Regions from separate parts of the Capra hircus genome. Here region 2 is linked to region 1. A link is a contact called in public Hi-C data. All regions are on one chromosome and are shown on one strand. Each heading gives the region's core, a stretch centred on a gene start, on an enhancer-like site or on the middle of the called end of the contact. The rest is flanking DNA. Distances are from core to core; before and after follow the strand shown. Region 1 overlaps SSH2 (protein phosphatase Slingshot homolog 2). Region 2 holds the start of SSH2 (protein phosphatase Slingshot homolog 2).

Evidence for each region. Hi-C and Micro-C count contacts between places; a contact is called where the count stands out from the background.
Region 2: a Hi-C map of blood shows a contact between it and region 1, with 2.5 times the contacts expected there. The contact joins the promoter of SSH2 here to the enhancer-like site in region 1. A contact is called at or near these places in 2 of 5 Hi-C or Micro-C datasets (both in blood).

Annotation. Positions count from the first base shown.
Region 1 is chr19:20,839,370-20,845,221 of ARS1.2, forward strand. All of the region lies in intron 1 of SSH2 (protein phosphatase Slingshot homolog 2), which reads right to left. Among named protein-coding and RNA genes, the nearest start is that of SSH2, 100 kb to the right of the region's middle. Within about 2 kb of position 3,427, at least 1 of the 5 cell types and tissues checked has an H3K27ac peak or open chromatin away from gene starts, as enhancers often do.
Region 2 is chr19:20,941,617-20,947,388 of ARS1.2, forward strand. It overlaps SSH2 (protein phosphatase Slingshot homolog 2), which reads right to left and starts at 3,551. Exons shown (of 15, transcript XM_018064358.1): 1 at 3,285-3,551. The coding sequence starts at 3,347.

The DNA of each region.
Region 1 (5,852 bases), core at 2,177-4,676:
CCAAAGTTCTTTACACTTTCCATACCAAAATTCTTTACACTCCAATCCAAGTAGATTCATTCATCATTTTTCAAAGGCCCATGTTGTTTCATCATCGTGGAAGGCCCTTCCCCACCCTCCTAGATCTTTCTGCAACCTTAAAAGCTGGCTTTAAAAGTCAGTAGTTCATGATGCTTCTGTTATCATCTTACTGAGAGGCTGTCTGCCTTCTTCCAAACCTGACAATTACTGTGCATGCTTCCTATGGCACTACTGAGACCTGTCTGTGAGTTACCACTGGGCTCTTGTTTTACTCCATCATCAAACTGTAATCTGCCTTATTTTCCCTTTGCATCTCACCTTGTGTTTAGCACAATGCCCTATGTGCACATGGAACTCGATAAAGAGGTGAATGAATGCATGATTGGAGCAGTGAACTAAAACCATGCAAACATGGAGCTAATTGGCTGTGCATTCTTAGCTAGTAAGGACTATGCCAGCTATGTTTTACCCTTAGCCGGTTAATAGAACAGTTTTTGTTGCTCAGGAGTTAGTCTGTGATGAAGATCTGGAAGTAATACCTTAGGCTTTTCCTTTGGTTAAGCAGAGAGAATCATTCACTTGCTCTCATTTATGTATTCATTCACTCATTCCACATTAATTGACCACCTATGATGTGTTAGGTATTAGGCACCAGGAATTCAAAGTAAGCAGAAGCACCCTTATCCTTGGATAGTTCATACTGTAGTAGGGGAGACAGTTTCATAAGCCAAAAATTATATGTCATTTGGCTTACAGCAGAAGCTGTATATACACTTTTATACAAAGTGCTCTAGAAACAACAGAGGAGGAAATGACTAACTGTGGGGCTTGGATATGCTTCACAGAAGTTAATTTTCAGGCTAGGCTTGAATTAGTGGGTTTGTGTTAGATGGAAAATAGGAGGAAGAATATTTCAGGCAGAAGAGCTGGCAAAAGGAACAGAAAGAGGAGTAAGAGTCTGGACGTGTACGGAATGGTGAGCAGCTGTGAACTCCTGGAACAAAAGGATGGGTACTGGAGGTTAAGGCTATCAGGTAATACTGATGTTACGAGTCCATAAGGGTAGAATATTAAGATAACAGTCCTAGGGTCACAAAAAGTGGTTGTGGATTATTCATTAACTGGATTTCAGATTATTCATCAGTCACTTCTGTCCCTGGGAAAAAACTGAGGGTATCTGTCAGGAAAAAATAGTCTAGTAGTCTTTCTAAGAGTGGACGTGAGCTTTGAAATCAGGAAAATCCTGCTTCTGGCTTTTGAAAGAAGCAAATGTGAAGGATACAGGCTTGAGGAGGAAATAGGGCACCATATTGCCACTTGGCTACTGGTAAGAGAAGGCTCAGATTCTCTCTAAGAAACAAGAGAGAAAGAAGACGGGGATGGAATCATGTTTGGGTTATCTAATGCTTTATAACAAACCACTAATTTATTATATTTCATGGGTCAGAACTTCAAGCAGTATTTAGTTAGGTGATTCTTCTGCTCCACATAGTACTGCTAAAGGTCACTCAGTGCTACTCTGGTGGTATATAACTGGAAGATGGGCTAAGTGAGAGTCCAAGCAGTTTCATGCATATGCCTGACATCTTAGCCTGGAAGACTTAAGCTGGGCTCAACTGGACAGTCAACTAGAATGCCTATGGATTGGGTCTTCTCAAAGTCCATTAGGGCCTCAGGGTTGGTCTATTTGCACGGGGGCTTAGAACGCCAGGAGGCTAGGCACAGAATTGGCACAGAGTCACTTCTGCCATACTCTGCTGGTGTATTAAAGAGGTCTAGCACAGATTCAAGGGGAGGGGAATTAGACTCTATTTTTCAGCAGGGGAAAGAGCAAAGACTTCATAGTCATCTTTATGATACCCTCTCAATACCAATGACTAGCAAGTAAGTATGTAGGCAAAATGAACAGGACAGGAAAAAGGCAGTTAAAGAGTTAATGAAGTAGAACTTCTAAAGACTAGGGCCACAGAAATATCCAGGAGAGAAGAGAATAAAGAAGATGATTCTTATTCAGTACAAGATGCATGGAAGGCCATATGGATAATTTTATAGTCTGGTGTCTATAATGAAGTGTCCTCTCTGAAGATAAGAAAGGACCTGAAAGTGTGGCCATTCACACACACACACTACTGTCCAGGACCAGGATGAATAACCTGGGCACTTACATCTGAGAAGCTGGTATGTAGGAAGCTCAAACCTGATCAAATCAGCAGTCCCAATATAAGATGACTTTGTTTTAAAGTTGTTTAAATTGAGATGTGTGATACTTGCTGGGATCAAGATCCAAAACAGAGATTCAAATTAGTCATATTTCAGGAAGATGTAAGACACATTAAAGTAAAAATAAGGAAGCCAGAATACAGTGCAATCCTTATTTCTGAAATCAAAGCCACACTATGCTGTCATTATGACAAGTTTTAAGAAGCTGTAAATGAACTTATTGTCCATGATTTCAAGCAATAGAAAACCTCTGTGAGACACCTACTATTTCTCAAGTATTTCCTTTGAATTCCTTTCAAATACAAATACATATGAATCACAGTTGGAATGGTTAATGAGGTACTTCCTCAGTGATAAGAAAACCAGCTTGATTAGAACTTGGCTGATGTGACTTTGCTTCTGAAGAACACCAAGTCTTTGCTCAACAGCTAGTTGAAGAGGTATCACAGTACAGTCGCTCGCTGCCCTCTAGAAAACCCGAGCTCTGGGTGCGGAGCTGTTACTGGATGCCTTTTGTTTATAATCCTTATTCTACTTAAACTTTTTATTTAATACAGGCAACTTAACCCCACCTGCACCCCCCACTTGGCATAATTTCAGAGTAGCTAGACTGTTTTTTTCTATCACAGAGATCCGACTCCTTGAGGCTACTTGGTTTGAAAAAGCAACAAGTCTTATCATGTTCTGAACCTGTCACATTTGACAAGCATGCAGTATGGGAACTTCACAGGTCACTGGATCTTAACTCTGGCTCCATTCAGAACTTTTTCAATAACACAAATCTCCAGGCCTCACACCTACAGACTTTTATTCTTTAGCCCTGAGGTGAAGCCAGTGGTGTGCTGGAGCCAATTGTTAAGATTTTTAGGGATCTTATGAGATTCACACTGGTAGCTTGAAACTGGCTATGGTGGGACTTTTTTTTTTTTTAACTAGGAATATTAGCAAATGCTACAAAGCAGCCCTTACCCGGAAAACACGTTTTTGAACATGTACCAGCCCACCATGAGGTGTGGGGCCCTAGGATCTGCACATTTTCAAAGCTCTTGATAACTGACAAGCAGTTTAGATTGAAAACGTTTGTCTTAAAGGTTTGGAAAAATATCAAAAGTTCAGGGTAAACAAAGCTACTACTCTCTCCAGGTAACTGTGCCATGAAAGGTGCCAGGGAGACCAGTGATGACAGGAACTCAGCACTCCCAAAAGATCTATGGCTCCTGTCCCAGACTGTAAGCTCTGTAAGGGCAGAACTACATTTGCAGAGCAGCAGTCACACAGAAAATGCTCAGAGGATACTAGATGAAATAATAAGTATTGCTCAAGGTATGGTAACCAGTAAGTGGCAAAATTAGGCCTCCACCTTACGTTAACTTGGTATATCATGTGCCTCATCGCCATTAAATTATTGGTCATATCCTTGGTTTGTCAATCCGAGAAGAGTGCTTAAACATGGGGTAGAGAGCAAGCAGCATCCATCATAAGACTCTGTCTCTGTGCTGCTCCATAATTTAAAGTCTTTTCATGACTATTATCTCATCTGAAGCAACCTAGGATAAATGCAGCACAGGCATGATTAACACTTACTTTTCAGCTGAAGAAACTGCCTCATGGAAGTGAGATAATTTGCTCATAGTAACCTAAGAGTAAGCAGCAGAATCACGATTCTGTCTGGGAAGGACAAATAACCCTTCTATCAGAACAAACTGCTCTTCTTGCATGACAGGAATATGCCAGGTACACCAACAGGGGTCTTAGACCTTGTCTTTATCTCCCTGTCCAGATTCTGCTTCCTACTATTAAAGTGAAATTTCACTTCCTACTCTTTGAAGACTTCATATTTGGTCCATTTCCTTCACTGTAGCCTGAGATCTCAAGATGGACATATGGTCTTATGTTCAGCTAGGACATAGTGGTACAACTGTACTAATTGCTTACACGTTGAAATACCGAATGGTAAACAGTGGCTGCCTAGAGCCCCTCGGATTGTTTCATGATCCAGCAACAATCAGATTCAGTTCAGTTCAGTCGCTCAGTTGTGTCTGACTCTTTGCGACTCCATGCACTGCAGCACGCCAGGCTTCCCTGTCCATCACCAACTCCCAGAGCTTGCTCAAACTCATGTCCATTGAGACAGGGATGCCATTGAACTATCTCATTCTCTGTCATCCCCTTCTCTTCCTGCCTTCTATCCTTCCCAGCATCAGGGTCTTTTCTAATGAGTCAGTTCTTTGCAGCAGGTGGCCAAGTATTGGAGCTTCAGCTTCAGCATCAGCCCTTTCAATGAATATTCAGGACTGATTTCCTTTAGGATTGACTGGTTTGATCTCCTTGCAGTCCAAGGGACTCTCAAGAGTCTTCTCCAACACCACAGTTCAAAAGCATCAATTCTGTGGTGCTCACCTTTCTTTATGGTCCAATTCTCATGGTCCAACTCTCACATCCATACATGACTGCTGGAAAAACCACAGCTTTGACTATACAGACCTTTGTTGGCAAAGCAATGTCTCTGCTTTTTAATATGCTGTCTAGGTTTGTCATAGCTTTTCAACAATCAGATTAGTGCCAGGCAATGTGGAGGACCTCTAGGTCTGACTCCTGCCTATTCTGATTGATTGATAGCTATGCCATACTAGTTGCTAAATATTCTGAATACCACTTCAACATCTCCTCTGCTCTCTAAACTTTGGTTTAAAATTCTTGACTCTGATCTTGGCTCCACCTTGGAGGCAGTGCCTCTATAATCTGTTCTGTTGTTTGTGTGTGCTGCTAGCTATACCCCAATTACTTGGCTTGCCTTCTGCTCTTATTACTAGTCATCTGTTACACATGATTACCATTTCTCCACAAGGAATTTAAGCTATAAAAGGCATTGATAACACCCAGGGAAGCTAAATAAAATCCACTTATGAAGGGTCTTTTTATATTAAACCTTTAAATTGTTTATGGACATAAAGAATTAAAGTATGATCAACCAAAGTTATTCAGTTGAAACATTATTCAGAAATAAGGTCAAAGAACAAACGCAGAATAGTAATGAAACAACACTGATTACTTATCAAACATTAGTAAACTAAGCAAGCATGATTGTTTTCAAATTTCTAATCATTTCCCAAATAAGGAGTTGATAAATACTGTTAATGGTTCTGACCAAAAAGAGAATAGAATATTTAAAACAGATGTACTGCTGTCAGTTTTGATTAGGGGGAAATACATTGCTATTTTGTTAATATTTATATTTAAATCTAGACATCATTCTAAGCCATCAACAGGGGAAATATGTCACGTTACTCAGTATCTTTGAATGTAGTAGTAGTGAAAGTTGCTCAGTTGTGTCGGACTCTTTGCGACCCCATGGACTATGGAATTCAGTCCATGGCATTCTCCAGGCCAGAATAGTGGAGTGGGTAGCCTTTCCCTTCTCCAGGGGATCTTCTCAACCCAGGGACAGAACTCAGGTCTCCCGCATTGCGGGCGGATTCTTTACCAGCTGAGCCACAAGGGAAGCCCAAGAATACTGGAGTGGGTAGCCTATCCTTTCTCCAGCGGATCTTCCCGACCCAGGAATCGAACCGGGGTCTCCTGCATAACAATGAATAATAAACTAATTCATT
Region 2 (5,772 bases), core at 2,301-4,800, 100 kb after region 1:
GCCTCCTCAGCTTTATCTATTACCACTCTTCCAAACAAATCCTTCCTCAAACTCGTCTACTTAAATCTCCTCAGATATGCCTTGTACGTTTCTGTCTCTAAGTCTTGGTATATACAGCTTCTCTCCACCTGGAACACTTTCTACTCCCCAGCTTCTATCTCAGTCTATAAACATTCAACCTCCCCTTCAAGACCTAGTTCAAGAGTCACCTAACTATGTTATACTTCTCTTTGATTCTCAAGAAGGAAAAAGATGGAAGATTCTAAAGTTAGACACATCTGGGTTTGAATTACATCTTCAACAGCTGAGTGTCACTGGGTACAATCCTTAATAGCTCTTTGCCTCAGTTTCATCAGTAAGATGCGGACAAAAGAAACTTCCCTTGAGCATGCTGTGAAGAGTAAATAATCCATGTAAGGTAGTTACATGTTAGATATTGGTTTCACTACTATTGCCACTAGTGAATTTATCTTAATTTGAATCCATACAATACTTATGGCCATTTACAAACTAGCTGTTGATATACATTCAGTATCATTCCCCTCACACTCCTTTTCTACTCTCTCATCTCATTCTTGCCCCTCCTCTAGTCCCTATGTCTTCCTTCTCCCCCTCCCTGCCAAGATTACATGACCCTGAAGGACAGAGTTAATATCTTTCACATCTTACTACTATAATAGTCATTCACACCCAGTAGATGATCAATAGATTTGTTTAATCCCTAAAGAAAAAACACTGAAGAGCTGACAGTATTAAAATGTCTTACCTCCTATAATGAAACACTGTAACAGAATGCTTAAAATGATAACAACATCTAAATCTCCAGCCTGGCAAAATTAAATCTCTCCTTTCATGGTTCTGTAGATTGTTTCTGCTCTCTCTTAAAACAAACAACTCAACTTTTCCATGCAGCAAGAGACACAACAGCAAATATAGCCAAGTCAGACAGCAGTCGAATACTGGAACACAAGGACCATGACAAAACTCAGCTAAAAAAGCTCTGGGTGAAGTGGAATAGGAAGACAACTTAAAGGGAAAGGTAACTGCTCATAGTTACGCTGACAACACCGACTGTTTCACACACAGACACACACGACTGTTTCACACACACAACACCGACTGTTTCACACACACACACACCCCCAGTACCAGGATTCCTTTTCTCCCAGGGTCACATATAAAATGAAATAATCAGGCTACTATAGCAAGTAGATGTATCAGTCATTTAGCTCAATAACTGAGCTTACCCATGATCAATTTAATTACCTCTATCAAAGTGCCTATTAACATACCTCAGGATTCTAAAATAAGCAAGTGTTGGCTAACAAAGTTATATCAAATAGATATGGTATTACTGTATACTAATCATTCACCTCAAGAAAATAAGTATAATAACATGATATACATATATTATTATTACAGCATCAATTGATTTCAACAATGCCCAAGGAAAACCATGTCAATATAATTCTGGTTTCTGGTTTACTTGCTCAACTCAACTAACCTTCAGTTGCTCTCTCAGCCAAAATCAGGCCTGGTAACCACTATCCTCAAAAGGTTTACAAGAAGAGTGAATTAAGATGGTCTGATGGTATGTTAATGACTTTCCAAAAACTAGTATCAAGTACCACATATAAGAATAACGTATATTAAATTTCCAACCTTATGATATTTGTCTTCAGAAGACCCTTAAATATTTTACGAGCTTTCAAGTGCAGTTATTCTAAAATCATATAATCTTAAGAGTTAGAAAGAGCCCTTACACCATCTCCTAGGCCAAAGGACCTCCAGCCTTTTGTTTGAACTTTTCTACAATGAGCACTCACTATTTTGCAAGGCAGTCCACCCCACTGTTACAAAGTTCTTCCTTAGCATGAAAATCTGCCTCCCTGAACTTCTATCCAAGGATCCCAGCTAGCTCTTCTGGAAACAACACAAGGTAAGGTAACCTCTGAAGTATAATCGCTTCTAGAATTAGGATATAGCTGCCAATTTAGTCACACAAAGTGCAAAAGCTGGCTCAGGGGGGAAAAAAGGAAACCACCACACACTACACAACAAAATTTTGAAATTCAGGAAACTATGTTGAAATCACAAACCAGCATGTTTTCAAGATGTCAAAGCGCACACCTCAGTTAATATATAAATTAAGAGTAACCCAAATTTTTACAGTGGAAGGTGTTTCTGTGTATATTGAATACGTGTTTGCAAGTTGAAACTACTAAACCCACCAACCTAGTTTTTAAAACTACAATTCTGTAGGAAGTTCCAAACGGTTTTTCCAATTCCTCATATATTCATTCCATCTATTTCCCTCTAAAACATCTGGATTTTTTTTTAAAGATCCCATTTCGCCCCACTGGTGCAATATTTCATTTTAAAAAATAAATATTTCCAGAGGAAAAAAAAAGCCTAAAAGAATGGAGCGTAAAGAAGTGGGGGTGGGGCGAAGGCAAAGAAGGGCCCAGCAGGAAAAGGCTGGTTACTGGGTATTTTCCTTCTGGAAGCACGCTTCACTCGCACTGGCATCTGAAGTAACGAGCCATACAAACACGACTCGAGAACAAGAACGATCATGAGCAATGAGTGTGATGCATAAATGTCTGTGAGATGTAAATGAATTGGCACTGGTCATCAAGCAGCGCCAGATGCTTCAGGACCTCGTCGAGGAAAGGTGAGAGGTCCAAGGAGCAGAGACTCCCGCCACCCTCTGGGGGAGGGGAGATGGCGAGAAACCTAGGAGTAACTACCGTTCAGCCGTCCAATGAAGCCCAATGGACAGGACACAAGAAAGACAGCAAGTGACCAGGAGGAAGGCAGACGCCCGGAGAGCCCGAAGGGCGGGCGGTGGGTGAAGACGGAACGGGTCCCTGAAATGGGTGCGGGTAAGGGGATGTGGCTGTGGGTAAGGGGCATGGCAGGAGTCCCGGGGTCCTCTCCCTGCAGCAGAGCAACAGAGGGTAAAAGGAAGGGGGAGGGTGAAAAGCAAGAATGACTCATTCCCGAAAGGAAGTGCTCAAGCCAGAGGAAAGCATGCCACAGGGGGCTTCGGGGCGAGGATGGTGAGGCGCTAGGTGCTCAGAGTGACGGAGGCACAAATCAACGTCCGGTAGTTCCTGCGGCTCGTCTTTAAGATGGGGGCGTGTGGGGGGTTCGCGGCAGCCGGGTGCCAAGGCCTGGGAAGCGGCGCGGCGCGTGCGCAGTGGCGCTCGGCGGGACCCGCTGAGGCAAAGCGGAGCCGCAGTGACAGAAGCGAGCGGAGCGGCTGCCGGGAGGGGACTCACCGAGGCGCAGGGGCTGGAGGTAGTGCTGGGGGTAGGCGACCGCTGGACCGTGACCAAAGCCATCTAGGCGCTGCTGGGCTGTTCCGGGCAGGGCATTCTTGTCCCGAGTGTGGGGGGCGGGAGGGTGACGGAGCCGGGATGGGGCAAAGGGGTGTGGGGTGGGGGTGAGGGGAACAGGGAGGAGGAGGAGGCCGCGCGAACGGCCGCAGACTCCGCACCCACCACCGGACTCTCGCAGACTGACGCGCCGAGCGGGCGGCTGGCTGGCTGGCGGGCGGGCGGGCGGTTCGGCAGCTGCGGGGCACAATGAGCGCTCCCAGTGCGCAGGCGCCACCTGTCAGCAACCGCCTCTCCCCTCCTCGCGCGCCGCCGCCTGGCCGTAACCCTTGAGTTGCCGGAAGCCGGCCGGGTGCGTGCGCCTCGGGCCGCCGCCCCCTCTGGGGGTTTCCCCCCGGGCTCTGGGAATCGCGCGGGTTAGGCTGCGCTGGGGGTTTGAGGGGGTGGGTTAGGGAGCGGGTTCTGCGGCTGGGGAGCGGGTGTCCCTGGAGTCCCCACTCTTGAAGGACAACCTTTTTTTATTCCCGAGGTTGGGCGCACAGCTTAACCCACCTTAGTGAGAAGAAACCGAGGTGAAAATCCTGACGCGAACGAGTTTCCGGGTGGGAAAGGGCGCCGCGGGGTTTCAAACGCTTCCTCTGAGCGTGGATGGGACTTTCTGGGCTAGAGACCTTACCGTTGACCCGGCTCTCGAGGGCTTTTTTCTTAGCTTTCCCACCCTTCCGCTCTGAGTCCATGTTTTATGATGAGACTTTTTGAAAGAAAGAAGGATTTGTAATTTTATACCCGAGAGTCTTCATGGTACCCTCGTGCTTCCTCTGTTACCCTGGCCCCTGTCTAAGGGCTCATTCATTATTCCTGAAGTGCAGGGAGGCCGAGAGAGCCTAGGGGAAGCCGAGAAAGCTGGGCTCACGGAGTTACAAGGGTCCAACCTGCTATTTACCTCCCACTTGCTTCCTGCTGGGAAGAAATTCTCCTGATTAGACAGGATTTGCTCGTTGGGGTTTTCCTTCTCTTCGTCTCTAGATTTCATTATTTCATAGACACATGCGAAATGTCGATTGAATATTCTAAAGAAATAGTTTTCTAAAAGATAAATCATCAGCTGAACCTAAGCCAAGAACATAATGAAAAATCAAGATTTAAGGGGGGCGGGGGTGGAAATCGCGCCATATAAATACCATAGATTGATTACACAGAGAAACAGAGTTGACAAAGCTATTTCTTAATTTGAGTGGATGTGCTGGTAAATACCACCATACATAACATGTCTGTAAAACGCAGACATTCCGGAGTTTGCAGTTATTAATCCACCGCCTCTTGTTTGTCACTCAAAGTCTCTTGGATCTTACTGCTTGTTGTAAATTGGCAGAGCGGCCTTGAGCCCTTTCTGGCCGCTGTATGGTTAAGTGCCACTGGAGCCCTCTGTGCTGAGCCTTTGTTCTCTCCCTGGGGCCCTGTGGTTGAAATAATTAGCAGGGAGGTTCCATCAAGAATCAGACACTGAGGGTCCCTGTACTGTACAGTCCTATGTTGAATGTACAGCAGAGAAGCCAGCTGGTAGGCTTTTGCCCCCTGGTGGTGGTGAAGAGTGCCTGCGAGCCAAAATTAAACAAAGATGTACGGTTCACAGATTAAACAATCTGACTGTGTTTTTCCCAGAGCTACTTGGTAAACAGGAAAAGACCAGACAAAGTTCAGAAGTAAGAACTTTGAACCAACGCTTAGCAGATCAAACAGGAAGCTATATGCCTAGGCAAGAATTTTACATTGCTGAAAGCTGAATGAACACAAATAAATGAAACATGGCTTATTAACCAAAGTGTAGTTCTAGAAAAAAGTGTTATTCAAATTCTGTAAAGCAGTTATCCCTCAATAAAAAATGTTTTTTTAAGTGTTATTCAAATCAATAGGTCTTAGTAATGTACTTCTGACTCAGGGACAGCAACACTGATTATCTGCTTTTATGTAGCAACACAATCTTCAATTCTTTTGGACAATGATAATCTTACAGTGCAAAATAATCTTACAGTGGGAAAGAGCACACCTTAGCGATTAGAGATCTCGCTTCTAGTTCCTGGCCTCTGTAAAACCTTGAGCAAATGGCTTAAAGTTTTTAAGTTTTAGTTTATTTCTTCGACAGAGTTCTAACTCACAGGATTCTTGTTCTCAAGTGAGAAAAAAATGTAAAGTGCAATATAAACTATAAAACCCCATGTGTAATTAAAATAATTTTGTTATTCTCTTAAGTTTGTTCCAAGTGCAGTCAGCATTTTCTGAGTATACCCTATGTGTAGAAAATAGCATCAAGCAAAAAGGTAATAAAAATATTTTAAAATACATGATTCCATGCCTTTTCTTAACATTAGGAGAAGTAGATTTGTGGTCAAGATATGTCTCATTTGTAGGTAGGTTTAAAATGTCTTTATTC